Regions from separate parts of the Mus musculus genome. Here regions 2 and 3 are each linked to region 1. A link is a contact called in public HiChIP or PLAC-seq data. All regions are on one chromosome and are shown on one strand. Each heading gives the region's core, a stretch centred on a gene start, on an enhancer-like site or on the middle of the called end of the contact. The rest is flanking DNA. Distances are from core to core; before and after follow the strand shown.

Region 1 (4,677 bases), core at 19-2,518:
TATGGCCATAGATTATAAAAAGAAGAAAAAAGTCTATTAATGAATCCCTGTGGCCCTCCACACTCAACTCCTATTTAAAGACCACAGTCCTCTGAAATGAATTCTTTTTGACCCATTAAAAACTGTCTTTAAACAAGGCTTGATGGCTAGTAATTCCAGTACTGAGTAAGCTGAGGCAAAAGAATGGAAGTCTGAGATCAGACTGGGCTACATGTAAGGACCATGTCTCAAATAAATAAACAATGACCCTGTGGCCAATTAAACTCTCAAAAGTTCTTCCCTAAATCTTTAAATAGCCTGTCTCTACTGGCTCTTGGGAGGCACGGCCACTTTACTGTATTGTATCAGAAAGTGCAGCTGTCTTCTGGGCACTGCTGAAAGGAACGCAGTTTCCACTGGAACTGCTGCATCACTGGTAGAAAACAGTATAATCCAGGCAGGTTTGGGGCAGACATCAGCCTATAGCAGCTGCCCACGGTGCTGAAATTGAAGATTAAAATGGGAGTTATGGAAATTAACTACTGCCAGATTAGAAGAAAATAGGGCAATTGACCATAAGCAAGCAGAGAACATGCAGCAAAGTTGTTTCCCTCTCAGGGGCAGATCAATTCAATAAGCGTCCTTGCAAAAAAGTTCGGACTTCCAACATTGGGTAGGAAAAAAAAAAAAAAAGGCAGTATGTGGCCCTAGCAAGGTCACGTCCAAGCCTGTGAGCTGAGCTTTTACGGAAGGAAAGGGGAGTGGGTGAGAAAAGGAAGGAAGCAAGCGATGAGATTTTCTTCTTCTTCTTTTTAAAGACAAAACAGCCCGAGAGTATTTTCGCCGAGGACTTAAGAGGCAAGTCCTGGACTAGAGAAGTCTTCCAAGTATCTTTCCAGGCCACGGGGACCTCTGGAAGGGGCCGTGGGAAGCAAAATCCATAGCCCGACAACTTCAGATCTACCAGCCCGCAGGATGGGATGCTAAGGACTCCTCTCCCGCACGGGCCTGTGCTGTCACTGCACGTAGCAGAGGAGCCCGACCGTCCCCACCTCGGGCTACCGCACCCAGGCCGGAGTGGGTGTGTTCTCCCGGCCAGGCCCGACAACCCCCGCCTACCGCTGCGGAGCCACGCTGGTTCTTACCTGAAGTCCGCCCCCGGAACCTAGGCTCACGGCCACCCAAGAGAAGTCGCTACCCGGACTTCATGACTGAGTATCCGCACTGAGCCCCTACCCAAGCAAGTCGGAGAAGGGACCACAACAGCGGGCAAGCGGAAGTCCCGCCTCCCATGCCTCATTGGCCCATACTCGGAGGTAAAGAAATATTATTGGGCTGTGATGTTGCCCGTCACGGCCCCGCCCCTCTCGCGGAGTCGCGCAGCCTGCCTCTGCTGGGTTGGGAGAATTGCCCAGTTTTTGAGTGTCGTTCTGAACCGCGTGATACATCATCCCTATTAGGAACGGGGAAGATGAGGGAGGGACGGCTTTTGGAAGCCCTGGGTGCGGTGGAGAAGCCACCCTGGACTGCCCCAGCCTGATCCGCAGATGATTGGCTTGCAGAGTGAGGCCCTAGCGAAGGCTGTGTGTCTGAGTGGCCCGCAGCGATCCGAGGCCGAAGAGCCGCGAAGTGTCTTGCACCCTCCCGGGAGAGGGCCGATGAGGGCGGGGAACTCCGGGTGACGCCTTGCGCTGGAATCCAGGTCGGGTTAGAACTAACCGCCCGAGGTTTATGCAAGAACCACGAGGCCTGGCAGGGAGCCGGGCTGATCAGCTCACTGCTTGACTAGCCAAAGTCCAACCACGCGATTCAGTCCTCAAAACAGCCTTTCAAAAACCATGTCACCTTTTGAGGAACGAAAATCTCATCCCTTGAGTTCTCATACTTTTTCACCCCCTAGTCTGAAAAAGCAGAGTTCTTGGATTGAAATGACCTATTGGGCCATCAACATTAACAGCTCCTAAACTACTGCCTTTTGTTTTTAATGCGGTTTGATGCAAAGATTCTGACATGCCCTAATCGAACTGGCCCTAATAAAGCATCTTTGAGGCCCATACTGGCATCAAATATTTAATTAACATGTTTGGATTTTGGTTGTGGGGGGAGTTATTACAGGAATGTAAGTTGTTTATAGCCTCGTTTGCTTCAGGAGCCCTAAGTAGGTGGGGAACAAGAATAGAAAGATTTCCTATTCTTTTTTCTTGTGCCTTTTAAACTAGAATCTACTCTAAATACCACTCAAGCAATTTAAGAAAACAAATGTAAGGGATTGAAGATTGAGTTCACAGTCAGCACCCAGAGCACTTGCCTAGCAAGCACTAGACTCTGGGTTACAGAAAAGGGAGGGAACAAAAAAGAATCAGATTAGAATAATAAGGACCATCAAAAACATTTTCAGCTGCATAGCCCATAATTGTATAGTTAATGTATTTTTCATGTATTGGGAAGAAGACATTCACAACTATATAACTGTGCTTTGACAAAGTCATGAAGGTCGAGATTGGGAATATTGTTATGAAGGCTAGAGTACTATACAGAGAGGTGCTATATCTTTTGATGCATCTTTAATTAAATTCTCTCAAAATGGTTTTCTATATTAAATTAGATTTCTTCCATAATATAAAAGTTTTTTTAAGGACAAAAAATAAAGCCAGTTGCTAATTCCTTAAATAGAAACTCTTAAGAAGAGAACATTTTGCTTCTGTATTCAGTCTGCTCTGTAATCCATGGTAAATATATAGTTCTCTCAGAAATAAGCAAGGTAATGTATTTGTGTTGCACTTGGGCAGACTAATGGTGATATATATATATATATATATATATATATATATATATCCCTTGTATTGAATGAAGGCAAATTAGAAGATAGAGTGGAAAATAATATTTTCAATTGTCTTTTTTTCGAGAGCATGAAAATTTTAATAGAGTATATGATGATAAGAAAAAAAAAACACCAATTATTCCCTCCTAAAATCCAATCATCTGGATGTGATGGAATAGGCCTAAAATTCCAGCACTCAGGAGGATCTAAAGTTACAGGGCCTCTTTAGCTTTGTAGCCACTTCAAAGCCAGCCTAGGAAACATAAGACTGTCTTATTTACTATGACTGTGTGTTATAACCAAGGCAACTTATAAAAGCAAATGTTTAGTTGGGCCTTTGGTTTCAAGGGTTTATTAGCCAGGGTTCTCTAAAGTGACAGAACTTATAGAATGAACATATATGAATATATCAATATATGTGGGATTTATTAGAATGATGTAAAGGCTGCTGTCTAGCTAATCCAATAATGGCTGCCTATGAATAGAAAGTCCAAGAATCCAGTAGGCTCAACTGTACACACTGGGATCCCTAAGTAGGCTCTAACGCCAGTGTAGGAATGGACTCACTAGCAAGGTGAGAGCAAGCAAGCAAAGGGCAAAAGCTTCCTTCTCCCCTGTCCTTCCATAGGCTTCCAGCAGAAGGTGTAGCCCAGGTAAGAGGAGGGTCTTCCCACCTCAAAAGATCTGTTTTAAAGATGTATCTTCCCAACTAAAAGATCTTGATTAAAGGCTTGTCTTCCTACCTCAAAGTTCTGGATTAGAAATGTATCTTGGTACTTAAAATTAAGCAAAAGTTCTTCACAAGTGTGCCCTCCATTTTGGGGTTTTAGTTAACTCCTTATGTGGTCAAGATGAGAACCAAATATAGCCATCAAATAACCCTCTTATTTTCATTCATATGTATATAGATAGATATAGGTATAGGTATAGGTATAGGTATAGGTATAGGTATAGATATAGATATAGATATAGATATAGATATAGATATAGATATAGATATAGATATAGATATAGATATAGATATAGATATAGATATATAGAGATGCCAAAGACCAGCCTGGCATGGAGAGGAATTCTGAGAGAAGGGTGCCTGGGAGCAATGTAAAGAATCCAAGCTGGCTGGCTTTCCAGATTTCTCTCTCTCTCTATCTCTCTCTGTCTCTCTCTCTGTCTCTCTCTCTGTCTCTGTCTCTCTCTCTCTGTGTCTCTCTGTATGTGTGTGTGTGTGTGTGTGTGTGTGTGTGTGTGTGTGTGTGTGTATGTGTGTGTGTCTGGACAGCTTTTTCTTGCGTTCCTAAAAACTCTCTGGTTGAGACAGCTCTCTCTGCTTGTAAAAATTCTAAATGCTATCTGGTTAGCTCATGGGTTTTCTAACCAAATGCAGAAAAGCTGCTATAAAAATTATTGGATCTTCCGACCGAGTCAGGAATCCTGTTAAGAAAAATTTCTGAAGAGCTCTGTTGCTCTCCAGAGATCTCCAGACTGCTCGGCTCTCCATAGAGAAAAAAATTCTAAAGAACTTCTATCACTTTTTGCTAATTCATCTCATGCAAACCAAAAGCCCAGTTTTCTAATTTACATATCAAGTCAGTTATTTATCCCAGGATTCCTTTTGATTATCTTATGAATTGCCATCTGTGGCCCCAGCCCTTCGATTCTTAAGGGGCATCAAGCATACATCATACGTTTTTTTCCCTTAACATTGCAAAAGAATTCAGGGATCTGTCTGCCTTTGTTAAACACAGAAGATAAACTAGTTGGGTGGGACCCTGCCCTGAAATTACCCTTTCTACCAAAAGTGGACCTAAGCATTCTCTGTTCTAGGCTGACCTTGAACTCTGCCTGCCTTTGTATCCTGACAAGCTGGCTCAGGGTGT
Region 2 (4,179 bases), core at 217-2,716, 770 kb before region 1:
AGAGTTCATCAAAATACATTTAACATTTTAAAGGTTTATTTATAGTATGTGTGTGAGGGTGTTGCCTGCATGTGTATACACATGTATGTATACACATATGCACCATGGGTGTGCCTGGTGCCCTCGGAGGGAGTTGGGTCACCTGAAACCAGAGCTACAAATGGTTGTGAGCCACCATGTGGGGTCTGAGGACAGAACCTGGTTCCTTTGCAAGCATGGCAAGTGCTCTTAACCACAGAGCCATCTCTGCATCCCCATATATTATTCTATCAGATGCTAACATTTGCCCACTCATAGTTGGCTAGTAAGTCTCTGTGTTGGGTCGGTGCACTACTATTGTCACTAGCAAGGCCGAGTGACTTTTCAGATGCCTTGAAGCTTGGGTTTCTGTCAGGCTTTTGTCAATATTGACCTGACCTTGGGCAATATAAATCACATTTAAGATTACAGGTGTCAGTGTGTCCTTAGTTTCTTCATGTTTCTCTTTTCTAAATGCAATTGAAAATCTTGATTCATAGCCCCTTTAGTGAAACTACTAAATACATAATGGTTTCATAACAACAATACCAATTTGTTACTATTATTACTGAAAAGTTAGCATCTAAGTCTTTTTACATTTTTTGTCACCTCTGAGAAACACTTTTCAGGAACATAAAGTCGAGTCCTTACCTTTAAATCACTCCAAATTTGAGATGGCTCAGCACTTAAGAGTAATGGCTGCCCTTCCAGAGGATCTGAGTTCAGTTTCCAGCAACCACGTGGTGGTTTACAACCATCGGTGACTCTAGTCCCAGCAGATTCTGGTGCAATGGACACATGATGCACATATACATGCAGGCAAAACACCCAAACACATAAAATAAAAATGTCTAAAATGCTTTTTAAGTTTGAATCACCTGAAATTTCTGTATGGCTATGTACTGACTTCATACATAGTAAGGTCTATTTGTTTCATTTAAATTTTGCGTTGAGATTATTTTTCTTTATCTTAAAAAGAAACAGTTTTCATAGCTCATGTGCTCTCCCTTTAAGGCTCCTCTTAAGTATTTTCAGTGTATGGCTTGAGGTAAGAGTCTGTTTTTATTCTTCTGTGCGTCAATATCTAGTTTATCCAGTACAGTTTGTTAAATGATATTTTCCCACACTGAATTGTCTTGGCAATCCTTCGGGACATGAGTTGACAACCTATCCATTGATTTGTCTCTAGATTTACATGTCTAACCATGATCTGTATGTCTGGGCGTCTTTTAGTCCACCGTGCCCTGATTGCTATGCTTTGTGGTAGGTTTTGAAATCAGGAAGTATACAGAAGGCGTGCAACCTTGTTCTCTTTTTCAAGGTTGTTTTGAGCTATTTTGGTTCTCTCGCGTTTCCCTATGAATTTTCAGAACAGCTTTGCCACCTTCTACCAGGAAGCCAACTAGCATGGACACTGTGACTTCTGTAAAGCAATCTGGGCTGTGTTGCAATCTTTGCAACATTGTTTCCCAATCCACAAACAAGGCCTTTCTTTTAGTTTATTGAGGTATTCTTTCAACAATGCAGTTTTCCTGAGTTTGCACTTTGGTGAAATTTGCTGTGAAGCACTTTATTCTCTTAAACTTTATTGTAAGTAGTTTTCTTGGTTTCTGCCTGCTCTGAACTAGTGTACGGATAAGTACACTGTGCCCTGCATCATTGCTTGTCTCTTGCATCTGTCTGCTGGGTACCAGTGTGTAGATAAACACGGTGTGTTGTGTCTCCCTCCTACAGCCTTGCTGAGCTTGTTTGTAAATTTGTTTGTTTTAGTAGATTCTATTTCACATATAAGATTATGTCATTTACAAATAAGCATAACCTGGATTCTTTCACTCCCAATTTGAGTAGCTTTTATTTCATTTCCCTGTCTACTCTCTCTGACCTGTGCAATGTTGGATACAAGTGGCAGCACCAGGCGCCAGTGCCGGGTTCCTCTACTACATGAGATAAGGTGTCTGCTAGCTGCTTCTCTAGCCACACCACTACTACCCCCCCACGCCCCCACTCGCCCCCCCCCCCCAGTCCCTAGCAACCACTTATATACTTTTTCTTTTGCTCATTTTGACATTTTCATAGAAAGAGAATGATACAATGTGTTGCCTTCTGTGCCTGACCACTTTTCTTGGGAGAATTGTTTCAAGGTTCATTTATTTCACAGTTAGAATCAGCACTGTTTCTTGTTTTTTTTCTACCGTCAGCTGATGTACATCGGGTTGTTTCTACTTCCAGCTATCATGAAGTAATGGTACTCCAAGCATCCAAGTACAAGTCTATGTTGAGTGTATGTGCTTCCTTCTCCCGGGTAGTCACCTTGCAGAGGGACTAAAGGGTTCTAGAGAAATGTCAGCAAGACTTTCTTTCATTCCCTCTTCGTGAGACAGAACAGATATGGATTGAATACATAACTATCCATTTTAGAGACAAATGGTAGACTTACACAGATCCTCTTTTTTTTCCCCATTTGCTTTTCACCTAAAATAGATCCAGATGAGGAAACAAAAGCAAAGCATGCTTATCCTGGTACCAGCCCACACTGGCCACACCGATAGACCACAGATAGACCTCTGGTGGTTTTATATTATAACATGAGCAGGATGTTTCGTGATTTACTCAACTACCTATGGGTATTTCAGTGACATTTGGGTCACATGTATTACAATAAAACCTAAAAAGTCATCTACATATTATATAGCTATAATTTATATTTATATATATATAAATCATATATATAAGTGTGTGTATATGCGTATACATATATGTATATATGTGTATTTATATATCTATATACACACATACAGGTCTCACTGTACTATGTATCACTGGATGACCTGGAAAATGATATGTATACCAAGCTGACCTTGAATTCACAGAGATGACTTTCTCTGCCTTCAGAGTGCTGGAATTAAAGGTATGCATAACCATGCCTCTGAATACATTTCTGCTTCTCTATTTGGTATATCCAAGTTCCTAAATACCGTCTGTCAGGTCCAATGTGTGTGCTATTCTTGGTTGTCAACCTAACTACATCTGGAATTAACTAAAACCCAAAAATGTAGTGGCACCCCTGTGAAAGATTTTTGCTTAATTTGAAGTGGGAAGATCTGCATCTAATCCAGATCTTTGAGGTAGGCAGACACACCGTTAATTCAGATCTTTGGAACCAAGAAAACCCACCTCTAATCTGGGCCATACCTCCCTCATATACTGAAGACTAGCTGAGACATTTAGCCTCCTGGACTGTGTAATTACTGAATGCTAGGACCTTCCATTCATAGCAGCGATTATTGTACTAGCTTGATCAAAACTTGTAAATCCTCCCCTTTATAAATATATATATAAATAAATATATGTATTATACATAAACATACATTATGTATATATACAAATACATATGTGAATATATATATATATATATATATATATATATTCATTCTATAACTTTGTTGCTCTAAAGCACTCCAACTAATACACCCAAATTCCAAAATGCAGAAGAGATATTTGAATAACTGTGGTGCCTATTAATATACCAAGGAACATGCTGGCCTTCACCTTCCCTCAGTACCACAAACACCTGTTCCACATTTCAAAGTTCACGCAAGCATCCTAGCCCTTCGAACCCTAAAGTCCCTCCAGCTCACAGTCTTCCCTCCCACCAAGCCACTCAAAACCCTACTGTGTTGCAGTAAATCTCCAACCCCATTAAGCCGGTGCAAAGAACACACAACTCAGTTATAATGTTTAGATTATAGATTGGGCAGATATACCACCACACTACTCTATTCCCCGCTATGAAATCCCTTGCTACTTGTGGTTCCTCCCAGCCATGTGCTTCTGCTTCATCTTCCTTCCACCTTTTCTTCCTCTGTCCTCCTTTCTCTCCTCAGTCTCCCTTCCTCCTTCCTCTCTCCTTTCTAAGAAAGAAATAACAGCAGTCACTAAAATTCTCTCAATCAAAAAAAGCCCAGGACCAGATGGGTTTAGTGCAGAATTCTATAAGACCTTCATAGAAGACCTAATACCAATACTCTTCAAACTGTTCCACAAATTAGAAACAGAAGGAACACTACCCAATTTGTTCTATGAAGCCACAATTACACTTATACCTAAACCACACAAGGATCCAACAAGAAAAAGAACACAATAAAATTCTTGTAACCCAAA
Region 3 (4,380 bases), core at 447-2,946, 940 kb before region 1:
CCAAGCCCAGTGTCCCAAAACAATTCACATTAGCCCTGAACTTTGTTCCAGAATTCAGCGTCTCCTCAGTGAGGTGATTAAGCTAACAGAAGAGCAGTTGGGAGTGATGGCTCCGGAGCTGTCCATGTTTTCTAAGAGAGACACATGTTAAGCTTTAATCACAGAGTTCTGGCAGGTAAGGAAGTTGGCTGGTTTTATGCCAACTTGACACCCACCAAATTTGCCTGTGGTAATTTTATTAAGGTTGATGTGGGAGTATCCAGCTCGCTATGGACAGTTCCACCCCTGGGCTGGTGGTCCTGAGGGCTGAACACGCCAATAAGCAGAACTTCTCCATGGCCTCTTAGCCCCTCCTTGTCTTCAGGTTTCTGCCATGCTTCAATTCCTGCCTTGAAATCCATCAGTTATGGACTCTGATATGGAAGCATAAGAAAAATAAGCCCTTTACTCCTCAAGGTGCTTGTGTATATGGTGTTCTATCAAAGTAATAGAAACCTTAAGTAAAACCGTTGCTAAGGTAAATTATAGGCTATTCTTCAAATGAAGAGTAAAAAGATCTGTACAAAAGTAGATAATGATATATTTTGGAAGTGAAGAAAAACCGCTGTTGGCACTAAGTACATCACATCTCCCACTGGCAGAGGTAAGCCAGCTTCCAGGAGCAGGTAGGGGCCCATCTCCTCCCATGATACCCAGGCAGTGTGAGTATAAAAAAGCTGAGCCTGTCAGCAGTTGCTTCCTATATAACCCTTCATGTTACTACTGAAATCGGGACTCTGTGGCCAACAGTGCAGGAAAGAAAAAGCTATGAGCAAGGCCTGAAAGGAGGAGATGGAGAAACAGCATGTTAAATGCAAAGTGGGTGAGGAGGGGTAGCCACCATAGTGGCCAGCGACGTGGGTCCTGGAGTTCAGGCGTGCTAATTCCCCATGCCCCTCAGGATAGGATTTAATGAAGGTTAATAAACCTGTGGACAACTGCGCTCTTCCAGTTAGAAGGCCCCACAATCTGATGAGATCACCAACCATGACCTGTCTACTCGCTGGCGTTCCAGAAATTATATTTTCTAACAGAGAAAGAAGAAAAAAAAAAAAAAAAGGCTGGCTGAGAATCCACAGATTATAATAGGAATGCAAGAGGAAGTGAGAAAGATGTAAGTCAGAACTGGCTCTTAACAAACAGAATAACCAATAATTGTCAAGAAGTCAGCATGTGATCTATTTGCCATATTTTTAAAAAATGTAAGATTTCTTCTCCTTTGTCCTTTGCCGGTGATTAAAACATGGCTGATTGGGCAGTGGTGGATTCAGCCTGTGTTGTGTGGCGCTCTGATACATTTATGCAATGGTTCTCAAAAGGACAAGAGAAGAAAATATTCTGTCTTTTTTTTTTTAAATAAACGAAATCTGAGATCTGGAGCTCCCCACTGACACCATCATCATCATTGCTGGGGAGGATTTGGTCTGTGTCTCTGAAACATGGTTTTAGAAGCTAGGTGCAGCAGGAATGACAGAAAACTTGAGAGAGGTCCCTGAGGGCAACAGCCATCTTGGATTCTCAGATACAACCTCGGGTTCCAGCAGTTACATCCCTACTAAAAGCGGCCAGGGTTATATGAGTACCACACAACTCCCTTACGCATGCCCAGAATATCACTGGAGGGAATCATCTCTGTACTAATGCCATTAAGGTTCTTGGAACTTGCCATGGGGCCAGCACTGTGACCCTAAATCAGCCCCAAGGCTACAATTCCTAACTAGCAACATTAGAAGGACTGTTTTCTGAATGTTGTATCTAGTGCTAACTTCTGTGAGAGGACATTCAACTTGAGCTAAAGCAGACAGACCATGCAGGCAGCCTCTGCAGGAAGTGACTCTGGGATGCCAGGGATGTCTGTGACTGGTGGATCACATTTCAGCTGAGTCAGAGCTGCAGGTGCGACCTGGGCACAGAGACCAGCTTTGCTTTGTAGTCCTCCACTCATAGAGTCTGGCCTTGACCCCTGCTTGAACCATGAAGCCACCCATTGTCACAATCTTTAAAACAAACCACCTGCTACTCACTTGAGGCTTAAAATGTACTTTCAATGAATACTGTTCATTTGCCTTAAAGTCTCCAAATGACAAAAAGAACATGGAGTCTGTGGACACCAACGCCATCGCTGTTACCAATTTAAGAATGAATGAATGAATGAATGAATGAATGAATATAAATGTGCAGGGCTTCCTGCAATGTCAAAGATTAGAGCTTCCAAGTAAGGCTGAGTGAAGGCCCTGTGAGCCAGGGAAGGAGACAGTCAGAATACAAACAGACAACTGCAGAGAGAGAAATAGAGAAAGGGCTTCCAAAATTCAAAAAGGAAGTAAAGGATACCAGAAATGTGTAAGGGGTGGGGTGGGGGACCATGACACTGAGAAGGAAGTGAAACGGCTGTAATTCCCCTTGGGTCTGGGGTGGGGTGGGGAGTGGAAGTGGGCAGGAGCCACTTCCAAGAGCTAAGCCGGATGAAAGCTGGCCTGTGAGTACAACACTCCAGACAGGCCCACGCCCCCGTGCCCATGCCCCTAGTCATTCTAGAAGCCAATTGCAAGTTTTGGAAGGGCTGGTTCTCAACTGGTCAGGGAAAGAGATCTCATGCTGTGCGATGAGTGTGGGAGTCTTGAGAAAAGCTGTTCTTGAGAACCGAGCTACCCAGGGGGCCAAAGACTGGAACCTTGAAGTTGGAGAGCTTCAGTTTGTCCTGGGACAGCCCCTGACTGAGGCAGCTGGAGAAGGCAGGGGGCCAGACACTGACAACATGCAAGGTGCAAGCAGCCTGAGACTGCCTTACACTGGGAAGGGGTGGGGGAAAGCTGGCCATCTGGGAACAGATCTCAACTGAGAATAACCCTTGAACTTGAGGGCTTTGAACCTGAGGCCAGCTGGGAGTTCTGGATCTTGGGGATTGAATTAAAGTCACTAAGCTTTGGTGGCCAGTGCTTCTACCCCAGGAGCTGTCTCTCCAGCCCCTCTTTAAAAAAAAAAAAAAAAAGCAAAAAAAAACTTCATATTTTTAATCTCTTGCTCCTTTTTCTTCCCCTCCATACTACTTTCCACTCTCCTCCTTTCGCTTACAGGACCCTGCTTTGCTCTTGGCTCCATCCCGTCTCCTTCCCTTATCTTGTGCTCAAGATCTTCACACTGGCATCAACAGTGTTCAACTTCAAGGCACCTTGTGCCGCAGTCCGGTCACTTTCCATGGCGTGGTCGGGCTGTGAACTGTGTTAAATGCGCCTGTACAGCTTCTGTGGTTTCACGCCACTAGGTCAGTTTGTTTCCATCCTTGATGAGTGGTACTACTCGAGACTGAGCCTTCCAAAGTAGACTGGGAGGAGGCACATGCCTTTAATCCCAAGACTGAGGAGAAGAGGGCAGGCAGATCAAAGTAATCGGTCACTTTCTGATTGGATGTATGTCCTGTTCCACAAGCTCTGCCTGGAACCACTAACTAGGCCAACTAAGCCATGGCTACCTAAGTCGGCTATTCTCCTGAGTGGACATAGAAATGAATTTCCAACTAAGTTCTTGCTCTTAGTCCCATAGAGTAGGGCATCCTTCAGCCCCCGTCAGAAAAGCTGCTTTTGAAGTAGACGGCAATGAGTACAGAGGCCCACCATTGATCTGTATGCAGAGAATAAAAGACTGTGGATTGCTCAGCTCTAAATGGGGCATCTATAGTCACCTCCCCTCCAAGGCTCTGGGATCGTTGTGTTGGAGCAGGTGGGAAATTTTTTAAGAGCATGGGTGGTAGAGGTTTGCAGTGACTTCTAGGCATGGCAGGGCTGGTACACTCACAAACTCACGTCGGCTAGGACTCCATACTCAAGACCTGCACAAAATTAAAACTAGAAAGAAAGAAGAAAGGGAGGGAGGGAGGAAAGAAGGAAGGAAGGGAGGGAGGGGAGGGAGGGAGGGAGGGAGGGAGGGAGGGAGGGAGGGAGGGAGGGAGGGAGGGAGGGAGGGAGGAAGGGGCAATTCATGGGTGCTGGTGATTGAGAGCCTTTTGGGATGTGTTCCTGGAGATGCTGCTCGTACGCCAGTAGATGGTCCTACAACCATGCTCATTACAGGCGAGCACTAAGTAGACTTGGTGAGCTTAAAACAAAGTGCATGAAAGAAAGTATAAGAATCCAAATAGGAAAGAAAGAAGTCAAATTATCCCAACATATAGATGACTTAAAGCTACACTTAAAAGAGCTCAAATGTTATCCCCTTCCCTGGTTTCCCCTCCAGAAACCCCCTATCCCATCCTCCCTCCCCCTGCTTCTATGAGAATGCTCCTCCACCCATCCACCCAATCCTGCCTCCCTGCCCTGGTGTTCCCTTATACTCGGGCATTGA

Evidence for each region. HiChIP or PLAC-seq counts read pairs in DNA pulled down with a chosen protein or histone mark.
Region 2: an H3K4me3 HiChIP or PLAC-seq map of bone marrow-derived macrophages shows a contact between it and region 1, with 4 times the contacts expected there. The contact joins the enhancer-like site here to the promoter of Rnf13 in region 1. A contact is called at or near these places in 1 of 39 promoter capture datasets (hippocampal neurons) and 8 of 115 datasets of contacts at active chromatin or transcription factors (astrocytes, bone marrow-derived macrophages, embryonic stem cells and 5 more).
Region 3: an H3K4me3 HiChIP or PLAC-seq map of the 230-238 cell line shows a contact between it and region 1, with 4 times the contacts expected there. The contact joins the enhancer-like site here to the promoter of Rnf13 in region 1. A contact is called at or near these places in 3 of 39 promoter capture datasets (hippocampal neurons, liver and pre-B cells), 3 of 484 Hi-C or Micro-C datasets (CD4 T cells, CD8 T cells and regulatory T cells), 2 of 115 datasets of contacts at active chromatin or transcription factors (the 230-238 cell line and large pre-B cells) and 1 of 9 other capture datasets (liver).

What each region holds. Positions count from the first base shown.
Region 1 is chr3:57,732,648-57,737,324 of GRCm38.p6, reverse strand. Rnf13 (ring finger protein 13) reads right to left here and starts at 1,268. Exons shown (of 10, transcript NM_001113413.3): 1 at 1,125-1,268.
Region 2 is chr3:58,505,743-58,509,921 of GRCm38.p6, reverse strand. No RefSeq gene overlaps it. Among named protein-coding and RNA genes, the nearest start is that of Eif2a, 18 kb to the left of the region's middle. Within about 2 kb of position 1,466, at least 67 of the 459 cell types and tissues checked have an H3K27ac peak or open chromatin away from gene starts, as enhancers often do. A contact at or near this core is called in bone marrow-derived macrophages and pro-B cells, where this site is marked.
Region 3 is chr3:58,670,242-58,674,621 of GRCm38.p6, reverse strand. No RefSeq gene overlaps it. Among named protein-coding and RNA genes, the nearest start is that of Siah2, 20 kb to the left of the region's middle. Within about 2 kb of position 1,696, at least 79 of the 459 cell types and tissues checked have an H3K27ac peak or open chromatin away from gene starts, as enhancers often do. A contact at or near this core is called in the 230-238 cell line, pre-B cells and regulatory T cells, where this site is marked.